Linked DNA regions of Mustela erminea: region 2 is linked to region 1. A link is a contact called in public Hi-C data. All regions are on one chromosome and are shown on one strand. Each heading gives the region's core, a stretch centred on a gene start, on an enhancer-like site or on the middle of the called end of the contact. The rest is flanking DNA. Distances are from core to core; before and after follow the strand shown. Region 1 holds the start of SEL1L (protein sel-1 homolog 1). Region 2 holds the start of GTF2A1 (transcription initiation factor IIA subunit 1).

Evidence for each region. Hi-C and Micro-C count contacts between places; a contact is called where the count stands out from the background.
Region 2: a contact with region 1 is called in a Hi-C map of spleen, with 4 times the contacts expected there. The contact joins the promoter of GTF2A1 here to the promoter of SEL1L in region 1. A contact is called at or near these places in 2 of 3 Hi-C or Micro-C datasets (skeletal muscle and spleen).

What each region holds. Positions count from the first base shown.
Region 1 is chr5:126,308,373-126,315,891 of mMusErm1.Pri, forward strand. SEL1L (protein sel-1 homolog 1) reads left to right here and starts at 3,795. Exons shown (of 21, transcript XM_032344778.1): 1 at 3,795-3,991. The coding sequence starts at 3,922. LOC116591665 (a long non-coding RNA gene) reads right to left here and starts at 3,590. Exons shown (of 6, transcript XR_004286099.1): 1 at 3,444-3,590.
Region 2 is chr5:126,566,556-126,574,074 of mMusErm1.Pri, forward strand. It overlaps GTF2A1 (transcription initiation factor IIA subunit 1), which reads left to right and starts at 4,367. Exons shown (of 9, transcript XM_032344782.1): 1 at 4,367-4,860. The coding sequence starts at 4,831. It overlaps LOC116591670 (a long non-coding RNA gene), which reads right to left and starts at 5,958. Exons shown (of 2, transcript XR_004286103.1): 1 at 5,812-5,958; 2 at 1,279-3,284.

The DNA of each region.
Region 1 (7,519 bases), core at 2,545-5,044:
GAACCCAATGCAGGGCTCAATCCCCGGACCCCAGGATCATGACCTGAGCTGAAGGCAGACACCCAAGAGACTGAGCCACCCAGGTGCCTCCAAGCATCTGACTCTTGATTTTTCCTCAGGTTGTGATCTCAGGATCATGAGATCAAGCTCCACATTGGGCTTCATGCTAAGCTGAGAGTCTGCTTGTGATTCTCCCTCTCCCTCTTTCCTTTGTTTTCACTCTCTGTCTCAATAAATAAAAAAAAATTTTTTTAAAAAGGACTAAACTGGGGCACCTGGGTGGCTCAGTGGGTTAAGCTTCTGCCTTCGGCTCAGGTCATGATCTCAGGGTCCTGGGATCGAGTCCTGCATCGGGCTCTCTGCTCAGCAGGGAGTCTGCTTTCCTCCTCTCTCTCTGCCTGGCTCTCTGCCTACTTGTGATCTCTCTCTGTCAAATAAATAAATAAAATATTTAAAAATAAATAAATAAATAAAAATAAAAAGGACTAAACTTATAACAGATTGCAAGTGCTTTCAAAATCTTATTATTAAAATACTTCATAAGTAAGGCATATCTATAAAATGCCAAAAATTATCTAGTGCTAATAGATGGCAAGTCCAATGTTATACACCTGTATATTGAATTATATAATCGTCTCTGGCCACTGAAAGTTTGCATCCCACCTAAAAGGGAAGTTTGGGGGTGCCTGGGTGGCTCAGTGGGTTAAAGCCTCTGCTTTGAGCTCAGGTCATGATCCTAGGGTCCTGGGATCGAGCCCCACATCAGGCTCTCTGCTCAGCAGGGAGCCTGCTTCCCTCCCCCCTCTGCCTGCCTCTCTGCCTACTTGTGATCTCTCTCTCTCTCTCTCTCTCTCTCTCTCTGTCAAATAAATGAATAAATAATTTTAAAAGGCAAGTTTGCGAATGTCCTGTAAATACTTAAAGAAATAAAGAGTAATGAGAACCAGCCTAGTCAGAGAAGAGCCTGAGCCAAGATGAAACACAAGTGAAAGCGGGAATGATGCCATGGTTGTGGTTCGAAAGAAGCAAGGGCAGTAGGGAGAGGGTAAAGGAGCCTATGACAAGAGTTTGTTCATGTGGAAATCAGAAATGTGTTCATGCAGCACTTAGCATGGGGCCTTAAATTTAAGAAGCACTTCGGAAAGAAAAGGATGAAAAGGGAAGCTAAGTCCCAAGCAGTGAACATTCCCTAGTCTATCAATCAGATCATAACTGCTTCTCTTGTGGAAGGCAGACATTTCCCCAAGAAAGTATAACTGCCAGCCCAAGTTCCTGTTTTGTCAGTAGGGTTTCAAACATTTTTTGATTCTATGACAAAGGCAGTCATTGAAAATTTTTAAATAGGAATTTTAATTTAATTTGAATTGAATTGAAGTTTACTTTTAAAAGCAAAATTAATCTGGCTCTATGTGGTTGCCTTGAAAGTGAAGAGAGAGTGATGTGGGTGAATATTGCTAGAACTCGGGTGCACCAGGCAGGTAAGGGAAAGTGAGACCCCCAGCAGGGAAGTTTTCAGTGAGAAAGACAAAAATGGTCACAATGACAAGGGCAGCTGGCTGGCTCAGCCAGTAGAGCATGTAACTCTTTTTTTGTTTGTTTGTTTTTCTTTTTCTTTGTTAAGATTTTACCTACTTATTTGACAGAGAGAGAGAATATAAGCAGGAGTGGCAGAGGGAGAGGGAGAAACAGACTCCCCGCTGAGTAGAGAGCCTGACTTGAGGCTCCATCCCAGGACCCCATGATCATGATCTAAGCCCAAGGCAGACACTTAACCGATGAGCCATCCAGGTGCCCCGAACATGCAGCTCTTAATCTCGGGGTTGTGAATTTGGGCCCCATGCTGGGTGTAGAGATTGCTTAAAAAACAAAATCTTTAAAAAATAATAATAATAAAACAGTAATTACATAGCTCACATTGTTAGGATGTGATGATTGATAAGATGAAAAGGGGAGGAAAATATACCAGAATTTACTCTATGATTTAAAATCAGAGGAACTCTGAGGAAACATTGTTAGTAACAGAAACAGAGATCAGTACCAAGGAGGTAACAAGAGAGTAACAGGACAATAATTTCCTTCATCTCCTCTGATGTGAATGTGGAACAGCAGTTAGTATTTTCGTTTGTTTTTTCTTTTTGGAGGGGGGGGTCTGAATTAACAGTTTTTTATCCTTATCCTGGAAAAGAGGATTTTTATTTAAAAAAAAAAAAAATGGAAGGGCGCCTCGGTGGCTCACTAGGTTAGGGCCTCTGCCTTCGGCTCAGGTCATGATCCCAGAGTTCTGGGATCAAGCCCTGCATCCGGCTCTCTGCTCAGCAGGGAGCCTGCTTCCCCCTTTCACCTGCCTCTCTGCCTACTTGTGATCTCTGTCTGTCAAATAAAAAAATAATAATAAAATAAAAGTAAAAAATAAAAAATAGGGTGCCTGGGTGGCTCAGTGGGTTAAGCCGCTGCCTTCGGCTCAGGTCATGATCCCGGGGTCCCGGGATGGAGTTCCGCAGCGGGTTCTCTCCTCAGCGGGGAGCCTGCTTCCTCCTCTCTCTCTGCCTACTTGTGATCTCTACCTGCCAAATAAATAAATAAATAAAATCTTTAAAATTTTTAAAATAAAATAATAAATAAATAATTGGGAAAAAAAATGCCTGGAGGTATTAAGATATGTGGCTAGGGTGGACTTGTCCAGAAACCTGACCTCAAGGGAGCTGAGGACTGAGTTCAGCTCGGTTCCAGGACCAAGCTGATGGTGGGTGGATGCTAGGGAAAACAGAATGACACAATTTGATGAATGGGCAGGAACACAAGCTACTGCCCTGCTACCCAGTGGGAACATGCCTGGAGTTGGTACTTGATACACAAGACTATTTCGTCGTCTGCAATGCGATCACCCTCACCTTTGTCTCCAAATACACCACTCCAGCCTCCGGAACTCAGGAGGAAGAAAACAGTATAACTCACAAAAAAGAGAGGGATAAGGACAAGGGTTTGAAAGCCTTTTTGCAAAGGCTGTTAGCACGTTTTCCAGATGATTATTACCCGGTGGCCCCCCTAAAAATGAATACTAACATTGACATGATCTGCACTGAATGGGGTTTCTTTCCATTTGTTTTGTCAGGGAAAGGAAGAGGGGTAGTGAGTTCCATCCCGGTTTCCCTATATATGGCACTGTTTTATCTAAGTTCAAGAAAATATTTCGAACTCGGTCTAGCTGTTGTACTTTTCCTAAGTTAACTCTCAGATGTGTCCAATTCAAATTTTCTAAATAAAACAAAGAGGAAGAACAGCTTAACACATTACAAACGCTTAACCTTATAACGTGGGTTTCTTGTTACATATGCTGGCTCAAACAAACAAACAAACAAACAAAACACCCTGTGGGCTCGTGGCCTTGAGCTAACGTCTAGCGCAGATGTTACTCAGTAAGTTCTCTTAGTTTCAACACCCACCTGCACTTTTAAATCTTGCTCCATAATGGGATACGTTTTCCGAGCGCACACTTCGAAAAAAGCCCATGAAATGTATTGTGGGAATTGTAGTCCTGGGTGACTTTCTTTTCTTCCCGGCCCTGGACTCACGCCCTGATTCCGGGATGGTTGAACTCAGGATCTACCAATTAGCTGGGGCCATGTCGTGAGGCCGTGGTCCAATCAGGAAAGCCGGTGTGGGAATCTCGCAAAATTATTGGTCAATGTATGACCCCGGGGGCGGGGCAATAGGGTGGGCGGGAAGACTGCGGCGATTGGGCACAGAGCCCGAGGCGGCGGGCGGGGATTGGCTCCGCTCTAGGGCAGGGAGGCCTGGGAAGGGGCGGAGGAAGGAGACCAGAGCAGGAAGAGCAGCGGCGAGGCGGCGGCGGTAGCTGAGTCGGTGGTGGCAGAGGCGAAAGCGACAGCTCCAGGGGGTGGCAGCGGCCGCGGGAGCAGGATGCGGGTCCGAGTTGGGCTGACGCTGCTGCTCTGTGCTGTGCTGCTGGGCTCGGCCTCGGCGTCCTCGGGTCAGTATCCGCCCCCTCGGACTGGAGGCCGGGAGCCACCGCCCCCCCGGCCTCCATCCCGGGGCAGGGCCGTGGGGGCTCAAGCTGGAGGCTCCACTCTCTCTGGTCACACTTCGCACGAGCCTCTTGCTGTCACTCCTCGGGCTTTGGCTGGCCTGGGAGAGAGGGGGTGTTTAGGGAGCTAGAGAGGGGAGGAAGGGAAGGGGCGGTCCCCCTGCCCACACCTCTCCTCCCTTAACAAACTTTACGCGACTCTTCGCGAGTGAGGAATTGACTCTTGGGGAATAAATCCCGAGCGCTGGCTTAGCGCCACAGTGACACCTGAGCCTTCCTGGAACTTCCTCAACTCTCGGACAGATTATGTGCTTGGGATTTGTAAGTTAAGTAGTTGACCCACCTGGGGTTATCACTGAGCAGAGCCGGGTCCATCAAAACCAGGATGTTGACAGTGGTTTTGGTGGATTGCTGAGCACCTGAGGTGCCCCTTATCTCCTGGTCTGTTTTAAAATGAAGACTTTTGATGGAACTGTGTCCACGCTCAATCCCTTTTTAGGGAGATATTCTCGAGAAAGTGGTGTTGATCTCTGTCACCGTGTTTCTGAGTTGCCCCATGTTTGTTGACAGCAACTTTGTGATTTTTTTTTTTAAGGAAATCTTGGTCCCTGTAAATTTAAAATGTATATAGCACCTGATTTTCATGTTTTGTGTAGATATAAAAATTCATGCGCTTTTGAGTTGATTTTCCAGTTAGCGGCTTAATACTAGGGTTCTGAGATGTATTTTTCTTTCTTAATAGTTCGGTCTGCCTACATCTGAAAACTTCTGTTTTGGGAGTGTTGATAAAGAAGCACTTAGTGTTTCTAAATGTTGGTAAAGCAACAAATTAGTACAATAAAGCTTTTGGATTTTAATCAGTTTAGTTAACAAAACAGCTGTTCTGTGGCTTTAAATTTTTTTGGAACAAGGCAGGGTATAAATGTCAACTTTTTTTTTTTTTTTCCAACAGAAAATTTCCCAGATGGTTATTTGAATCCCCAAATTATCTGTCCTAGTTGTAAGTCAATGCCATAACGTCATTCTGTTTCTAAAATAAGAGGTCTAAACCTAAAATTCTATCCATATTGTGGTTTGAGATACCACTTCAAAAGCAACAAGCATATGCTAGTTACTTTACTGCCAACATCATGCCTTCCCCCTTTTTAGTAATGGTTTGTATTCATGACCAAATCTCCAAAACTACCTGACTCTTGAAGCCCTGCTAACAATTATTTGGCCACAGGAAATATGAAATAAACTGTTGAGTATAATCGATAGAGTACCTGATGGGCCATAGACCACTTGGCATCAGAAGTCCTCGTAGGAGTTTGTTAAACATGCAGTTTTAGGTATGGAGCAGGTTGGGGTATCTGTAGTTAAACAAGCTTCACAAATAATTCTTCACACTAACGCGTAAGAACGACTAGTAAAAGAACACGGTGAGTATTCCTCTGAATTAAGTTTGCAGAATTTAAAGGAAATTAAAGCCCTACAAACATTTTCCTGCATATTCTGTTAACTAGATTTCATATGCGTTAAGAGCTTCACGTCAGTGGAAATGGTACTTGAAGAAGTCATTTAATCAACAATAGGGATTCTCGGGATGTTATAATAGATTACTCATACTGAAGTGTTAAATCTTTGGATTGTGTTGATGTAAGCAGAGAACTGGGTTCAAAAATGTCTGCTCGGATTTCCATCGTAGTTCACCTGTGCCAGGGCATTTCTCTGGCGGAGCCAGAATCCATACTTAGCCAGAACTAAAGCAACAGAGATGTGCTGACCGGTAATAAAGGCACTACTGCGCTCAAGTGCAATTATAGTAAAACACTTGTGTGAGGTGAAGTTTTAGAAATTGAGTACATGGATTTTCAGTTGACTTTCTTATTCATTAAATTGCTTATGTATATAGGAAGTCAGCCTCATTATTAAAGATTTGTTCCTATTTAAAAATCAAGCCTTGGGCCATAATTCTGTGTGGATTTAAAGTTTGAATGTTACTGGTTACCAAAGCAAGTTGCATATTTACCAGTATAATCAGCCAACAAAGGAAATCTTGATCCTATCACTGTTAGTAGCTGTTATTTCATATCTTGTTTTAAAGACATATAAAAATATGACATTTTTATTCAAAATACTTTTTTCCTGTGAATAAATAAAGGAGAAGGTTAAAAAGAAATTTCTCCATTTTCTCAGTATTAGAAAATGCTATATGTTTTCTCACTTAGAAATACTTGTTTTCTTATTTTCAGCAGGAAAAGATAAATGGTTCGCTTTTTCTTTTTTCTCCCTTTGTGCCAGTGTTACAGAATCTTTTAAATCAGGTTCACCACTAAGTATTCCAGGTAATAGTTCTATTAGATATTCAAAGAGTAAGTTTCAGATTGCAGACGTTTAATTTCATTATTCTTTTCTTCCCTAAAACATTATTGTGAGTCAACAGGACAGATGGTATTATTCTCTTTTGACAGGTTGAGAAAGAGGCTGACCAAGCTTGCTATTTTGAACCACGTGTATAAAATTAATATGTAATGAAGTGAGGTTTTGAACTTAGCTCTCCAGGCCTCTATTTTGGAGTAGTTAAAAATCAGGAGTATTGTAGGATCTGCACAGATTCCGTGGTAAGCAGAGAGCAGATGTCTGCTCTCTTTTCACCAAACTCTTAGGACTTCTGTGTTTGAAGATCTATCAGTCTGTTTAGTTTACATGACAAGTTGGAAAATGAATTTATGATAATTACTTTTCCCTGAAAGAATATCCCCAGTACTTTTTGCTGTTTGGTTGGCGGATATAATAAAGATGAAAATCGGTCTTTTTCAAAGGAAAGTGTACAATTCTAAAGTAATGTAAACCTTTATATTCTGGATGTGATACTGTTGAATGAGAAATCTGTAACTCTTCATTGAACTCTTTTGCATTTTTTTCTTGATGTTTGTGTTCCGCTAAAAGTGTTATTATTTTTGTTTATGCATAACTTAAGTGTCTTTGTTACCTTACTAATACATATCAGAAGTTTCTAGATTATAAGCAACTTCTATAAAAGTGTTATGTGAATAGATATATCACTTTGAGAGAGAAAATAGCTTATGCTTTAAGACTACCATCTGGAGTAGACTTTCCCATTTAGTAAATGAGAAAGACTTCTCTTATTTACTAGTAACCTTAGTACCTATTGCTAGTTTGAAGAGAAGAGAGACAGAAGCATGATGCAATTCATGTGAAATAACCCTGATGTCACAGGTTTCAATGACTCCCGGAGTTTAAAAACACATTTTGCTACTTCAATGTGTAATAGCTTGTAGTATCTCAAATGTACATGTCTTTAAGTTTACTTATAGGTATCTGTATTATATACTTATTTGCTGCATATGTGACCTGTTGTGAGAAGGCACTAAATTTCATGATTTAGTGATTAGTAATTTAAGAGCTCTGGCTTATTTAAAGTTTGGGGATATATACATTTACACAATTAATGTCTGCTCTTGATACATT
Region 2 (7,519 bases), core at 3,117-5,616, 260 kb after region 1:
AAGCAAGTGTATGTACACATATTTTTATAGTCTTTCTTTTCTTAAATGGTAGCATACAAGGAACACTTATCTCTATTTGCTTTTCTCACTTAACATTGTATTCTGTCCATAGTGGTATATAGAGATATTCCTCATTCCTTCTTACAGCTGTATAGTATTTCACTGTGTGCAAGTACCATAGTTTATTCAACCAATCTTCTTATATGGACATATCAGGGTGTTTCCTTTCTTTTGGTGTTACAAGCAACCCTATACTGAATAGGTCTGGGCATATACCTTTTCATATTTTTGCTACTATATCTGTGGGATAGAGTCCTAGAATTGGCATTGCTGGGTCAATAAACAAATTCAAAAGTAATTTTGCTAGGTATAATTGTACACGTGTAACCAAGCAACCTGATGAATTCCAATGATACTGGAATTCCTTATATCCAGTGGGATATATCCTTATATCTAAATTGTATCCAATGATCATGAATTCCTTAAGCCTTTAGCTTAAAGCTAAAGGCTCAAGGAATTCTTTTTTTTTTTCCCCCCCAGATTTATTTGAGAGTGAGAGAGAGCACGCGTGAGCATGGGTTGGGCTAGGGGGTAGAGGGAAAAGGAGAAGCAGACTCCCTGCTGAACGTGTTGCTCAGCATGGGGCTTGATCTAGCTACCCTGAGATCATGACCAGAGTCAGAGATCAAGAGTCAGAGACTTAACTGACTGAGACACCCAGGTGTCCCTTGGCTTATGGAATCTTATCTTACAACAGCATATATTATATTTACATAAAAAACTTATTCTGTATACTCACCACTTAAGTTATCAAGATTTAGCCAAACTTCTCTGGAAAAATTAATCATCAACCATAGGAGTGTTCTATAAAGTGTGTTAAAAAGAACATCCCCTTTTGATGTTGTTGACGTAACTTACCGTTAATAATAAAAACGTCCATCCAATACTTAGCAAAGCACTTTCTAGTACCTTTGATCTTAACAACAATCCATAGGTGGTGGTTACTATTTCATCTTATCAAGCACAGAGAAGTTTAGTTACTGCAGAACGTCTCACAGTAAAGTAATGGCACTGTCAAACATGATTGCACAGACTCTGCACTAAGTTATTTTTGCTAAGCCACCACTAACTGCCTTATATTTCCATATACAAAAAATAATTGCAAGTAAGTTGCTGTTTTAAGACATGAAGCAGCAATTTTAAACTGTAAGCGAAAAGGAAGAGAATGGTGAAAAAAAATAATTAAAAAAATCTCCTCATATGTATAAAGTCATTGGTGTGGCTAGTAATTTCTTTTTATACACTGCATTATACATCAGTGCATATGGAAATCAACAGGTGTTTTTTGTTTTGCTTTTATAAAGACCTAAAAATATATGAATTCTGAATATATTTCTTTTTGTTAGTTCTGAAAAACATCAGTGCTTTTAATATATTGAATGAATGCTATAACTATGCACTATACAATAGGGACTTTCACTAGGATTGGTAGACTTGAATTACAAGATCTTCCCTCTTCACTTCAGTGTTCTCCCAAAGTGCCCAATACTACTAGGGCTGCATGCTTCCTAAAGACACCAGATAATTACCTTTATTGATCTATCTATCTATCTATCTATCTATTATTTAAGAACATGGAAACTGAAGGTAAGTTACATAATGAGATTTTAGTTCAAGCTAATTTCCATGAGCAGTCTTTTTAGATTTTTTTTTTTTTCTCTCTTGGGATTGTTGCTAAAATAGTCATTTGCAGAGCAGAACATTTTACTGTTTGGACATATAAGGTTTGGTGTCATTTTGTTTATGGTATATTAAAATTTAAGCACTAAATTTTTCCATTGCTTCTTTTGTTTAGCAATTATTCAGTGTTTAGGCAGAATATTAGCATTAAAAGGAAGAAGTAACTTGCTATCGTCCAGTACAAATCACTTTGAAGTAAAAAAATAAATAACTAAAAGATGCATTACAAAGAAAGAGAGCACTATAAGTATCTATCTGTTTAAGTATATGGCTGTTACCAAGTATGAGTTTGTAAACTGAATATGCAGTAAAATGATTCATGATTCATACATGGTACAAGGAACAGCTAAAATTAGAAAAGTTATTCAAGCTACCCTTCCCCAAGAAAAAGTTCAGATAAAAACAATTTAAATATAATGCTAAATCTAGTCTTACATGGGAGGAGCTTTCTATTCACAGATTTCCAGTTTTGTGAATTAAACAGCTGTAGTCTCCAAATTATCCAGACCCACTATTTTGGTGCAAGATCAGGTAATGTCTCTTTCTGTAACTAAGATGGCTGGCCCACATATGTAGTGATTGAAGGCATATTACAACATATTACAACTAAATGAGGAACGGAAAACTAAATTGGAATGGAATCCAGGCACAATGAAAAGAGAAGGGAAGAGCTCTGGTTTAATATTAGTTAAGTGCTTCAGCACTGTTGCAATTTAAAGTATGTACAAACAGAGGCCATCTCAGAGCCTCTAAGAAGTAGGAAGATCTTAAGGAGTCCAGGACGGGGTTTTCTGTCTTTTTAATCCAGTAACTGTATTTTGTTACTTCATAGATCAGGTTCAATCAGAGCAAAATGGTGACTAATCCCATTGGAATAAGTCTGTGGAGAATAAATCTCATACATTCAAACCCATGTTTTGTATGCAGTGGTCTTTATCGTAACTGATGGCAAAACATTTTATCATTTAGTTAAGACTATCAAGTGGTGAGAGAAGAAAATGACGTGGAAGGTGAGTGATTCCAAGTGCAAATAGTTGGTAGTATGCATACATAAAGAGGTAAAAAGAAGTCCTAATTAGTGATGAAATTTACCAGTAGTGGTACTGTTTAGTACAACTTTTCCGGCTAATGGTCACCTGAATATTAAAAGAATTACAAAAGGTGATAGAATCCAATTTTTATGTATCAAGAGCACTAAGATTTTCTAGGACGGCTTTTTAAGTGCCTTCACTCAGGAAGCTGTGCAGGGAACTGAAATGCAACTCATTTAAGGCAGGTGGTGTTAAAAGAAATCTCAAAATTGATATTCTCTATGCCCATCACAAGCATACCCACAACTTCCCATTTTCTGAGTCTTAACGGCTTCTGCTTTCTCTAATTTCTTCCTTCAGGTCCTGGCAGGTTGCATCTTTTTCCTCTCTCTGGTACGTTGTCTTTGATATTTTTCAAATATGCTCTCAGCTGCATCCAGCTTCATTTCGTTTTGCTTTATGAGGATAAACTCCCTCACTTGTTCAGACTACATTCCATGTTTCTCAAAATTCCTAGGGACAAGAGAATTAGGTACTGTGAGTTCTACCTTCTAAACAGAGCATTCTCTGTTCCGCGTGAAATGTTGCCATAAAGGCGGGATTTGCCCGAGCAGAGCAAGTCAAACGCCTTTTGATTTATACTTCAAGACATGGACTTTTTTTGCCAGCTCTCTCGCAGCGAGAGGCCACGAGAGTTGGTGGGTCAAGGGGAAGTATTTCAGATGTTAGTCAATACACGCAGGACATATGGTTACAGAATTTTGGCAGTATTAAAAAGAGGTGGTGGTGGCGGGGAACGTTATCGTGCTGTCATAATCCGGTAGCTCGTATTTTGCTTCGTTTTGTTTTGTTTGGCATTCCCACCACCGTTGTAAGTCACTTAAAGTACTAGTAGGCTAGTAGATGGCCGAAACTTGGGAAACTTGAGCCCAGAGACTTTTAGCTGTACTGGGGAGACAACTCAGCCAGTTCAGGGGGTTACTAATCCTGAAATATGTTAACAGTGGGCCCAAATCAGATTTCTTCCCCTTCAGGAAGACGCATACAATTTTGCAGGGGAAAGGCCCACCTTTCAGGAGACGAACGGAAGCCTCAGAGCTTGGAATCACTAACTCAAGCCCTGAGATGACTCCGCATTTAAAACTCTGCCCGGAGTCCGAGCACTCCCGGGGCCGGAAGCGGGAACACGTGACAGGTCCTCTGCAGCCATTGCTAGCGTGGCAGCTGCCACCACCCCTTCCATATTTCCTAGCTTCTCCAGCTCAGGGAGATGCAGAAACACCTGACAAGAGTCGGTCCCAGGTAACTCTGGACTCCAGCGTCACCAGAACTCACGTCTTCTCCAGCAGTGCTTTGCAAGTCCCTCACCCTAAAAGAGCTGTGGAACACTTCCGCCTGGCTGGCAACCACGTGATCACGCGAGACTTGGGGAGTCGGCAAGCGGACAGAACTACTCCAGTTCCCTGGCTCCGCCCGCCCAGCACCCTCCACGGCGCGTGACGCCGCGGCCCACGGCGGCCTCCGCCCCGGCGCGCCTGCGCAGGCGGCTCTCGCGGTGTCTCGCGCTCAACCCCGCCCACCTCTGCCCCCGCCCTTTCCGCCCCTCCCTCCCCCTCCGCCCTGTCTCTCGGCGGCGGCGGCAGCGGCGGCGGCAGCTCCTTGGCTCACTATATAAAGGGGAGAAGCGGGCGGACCGGACGGCTGGAGCTGCAGCCGGTGGCGGCAGCGGCGGCGCGGGGAGCGGCGACCGGTGGTGGTTTCCCTCCTTGGCGCGGGGTGGGGAGCGGGCAACGCCCCCTGGACCCCAAAAGGGTCGTGGCTTTTTTTTAAGGGCGATTCTCGAGGTTTTTAGCTCTGGGAGGACTGCCCCCCTCCTCCTCCTCCTCTCACCGCTCCCCTCTACTCTTTCAGGATTCGATTTTGTTTGAAATTTTTACCCCCAATCTTGCGGTGGCTTGGGCCACCCTCCGGGTGTTTTGGTTTTCTTTTTTCTTTTTTGGTTTTGTTTTTCTCTTGTTTTCTCGGGCTTGCCCCCCTCTTGTTTGTGTTGTGTGTGGAAATGGCGAACTCGACAAATACAAACACCGTGGTAAGGACGTGGTTTGGTGGCCGGCGGGGGCTTCGTCCAGGCGGCAGCAACGGCCGGAACGGGCGGGGGCGGGGACGGCGGCGACTCCCGGCCTCTACTCTCCTCAGCCGCCCGCGCGGCCGCCGCCGCCGCCGCTTCCCGCCTCGGGCGGAGCGGGCCGGGGCGGCGGGCGCGGGGGGGCGCCTCGGGCTCGCGGCGGCGGCGACGGCGGCGGCGGGAGGGCGGGGGCGCCGGCTGGGCCTGGGGCCGCCGCGGGGCGGTCCGGGCCGCAGAGGCCGTTGGGCCGGGGCGAGCGCGCGGCCCGGGTCCCAGACCCCGGCCGCCGGGTGGGAGGGTGGGCGGGAAGCCACCTCTTCCCCCACCCTGAAGCGGGCCGGGTCGCGCCGGCTCGAGAAGGGCCACCCCGAGCAGCCTCAAAACAAAAACCGCGTCTGGGGAATTAGGCAAGTCCCCAAGACCCGCTGTGGTCCACTTCAATGCAGTGGAAGGTGAACGGCTACTTTGGGGGTCACTTGGGGTGTTTCTGGCGGTTGTGCTTAGGGAGCCTTCACTGGGGCCATTTTATGTTTCTTTAAAAAAAAAAAAAAAAGGACTAAGGTTGAAAAGCACTTATCTCGGTTCCTTCCGAATCGGTAAAATGGCGAAGGGGAAGCAAAACCCCCATCGTATCTTCCACTAGCAAAAGCACCAAAGCAACAAAAAGAAAAAGCTTACAGTGGTCAAAGTGCCCCTGCTTTCGCCTTGAAATTTGCCTACTTCTCCCCATTAGTCCCTTTTTGGTTACTTGCGATCACGTAGGTTTGCAAAAAGCAGTCACATAAATAACCTTGTCAGTCACCAACGCAATGTGATCACTAGTCCACCCCACTCTTATTTTTGTTCTGACAATAAAACACGTTTTTGCCCGGTCCCAAACGCCGCGGATAAGCCCGCGGCCGCCCGACTCCGTACCGTTGGCGACTCGGGTCGATCCATCATGGCTGCGGCCGCTTACCCTGCTTTTCAGTCCCTGAGCTTTGTGGTCCTCCTCCCTTTGGCTGCCCTGTTTATATAGAGCCATTGCCGCTCTCTAATATAGACTCTGCCAGGATGGGAAGGTGCTTTTCAGGCCTACGTCACCGCCTCTCCATTTAAACACTAGATCCGGCTTTAAATAGTGAGAGCTGCTGAGAGCGGGGCTGGGAGGTGCGTGCTCCCGAGGCGAGAGGCAGGAGTGTGCAGAGCTCAGTTTATTTCTAGGTCCTCTGCTTGCACTGTAATTTCGCACCCGACAGGGCCGCTTTCAGCCTCCCAAGTTGGTGGTGGTTGTTTTGAAGCAGTAGTTAGGGTTTCCTGTCTTTGTTAGGGGAAAATAAAATTGCTGGCCCTTCTTTTTATTTTTGCTTTTAAACAGAACTGTAGCTCAGATGTCTAATCGTTTTTGTATTGGAAAATGCGTTATTGTCGGGAATTAAAAAAAAAATGCTTCCTACATTAACTGTTAGCTGAAGGGTACTTGACTTTTGGTAGTGTTCTGTTCTTCAAGTATTCAGAAAATATGTTAGAAGTAAAGCTTCTAATACGCCTTTTTTCTGTAATAAATGTTGGAGACACAAAGCTTTTTGAAGAATATTCAAGTGTTTAAAGCCTCAGCATAGGACCTTATCTCTATAGTACACTTATGTACAGACGAATTGTGAGTAATGAGAGTGAGGAGGCGTAGTGCAAACTGGATCTTAAAAAAATTAAAATTGTAAGTTGGCAGTTTATTTCATTGGATATTAATATTCTAGATGGATGTTAATCTGATTTATTTTCCAGTGTTCCCTCAGGGAACTAACACTTTTGAAAGGAACCTTCTAAATAGTCATTAGGTAGTGACAGTCATGGTTCTTTAATTTACCAGTTTGGAATGTCTGTGTTTTGAAAACCAGGACAAACCTAAAATACTTTGTATTTTGTAAAAGGCAAAAACTTTGGCTCAAGTAAGGTTTAGTATTTTAAATAATAACTTGGAAATTGCTTATTCAGATAGTCCCTACATCCCCCATTCATCAGTATTATGGGGGCTTATCAACTTCGGAAGAATTCTGCTAAATTGTTCTTTGCATGTGTATGTCATGAAGAATACACATTTCCCTTTATGGTGCTTTTATGAATCCGCTAAATGGTCAAGTTGTAACTTAACTAAGGTGCATAAGCAAAATCCTAAAACAATATAAATTCATTAAGTAGGGAGTGCCAGAAGAAAGCAAGTTTTGTACCTGTAAATCTCTGGATCTCCAAGCTGCAGATTTTTAGGAGTGATTGACTTCATAAAACACCAACTGTCCAGTTTGCTGAAAAAAAAAATTTATATCATCAACTTAAGATTTATAGTAACAAACTTAAAATTATACCGTCACCTTAATAGTGCTTTAAGGATCATTATTGGCTTTAAAAAGCCACTTTTTAAATGTTATTTTTGTAATTCAGTGGTTAAATCTGCATAGATAAAGTGATACCTATAGTCAGTGACAATTTCCTTATATATAGAATCAGAATGTTAAAATTGAGATCCTATAGAGTTCCACATTTGCACATGAATAACTTAATAGTTTACAGAGGTTAATTTGGTAAAATAAAGTAGGTTAGTGTGTGGAATAGCAAAGGTCAGAACCCAGGTATATGAATTGTTTTT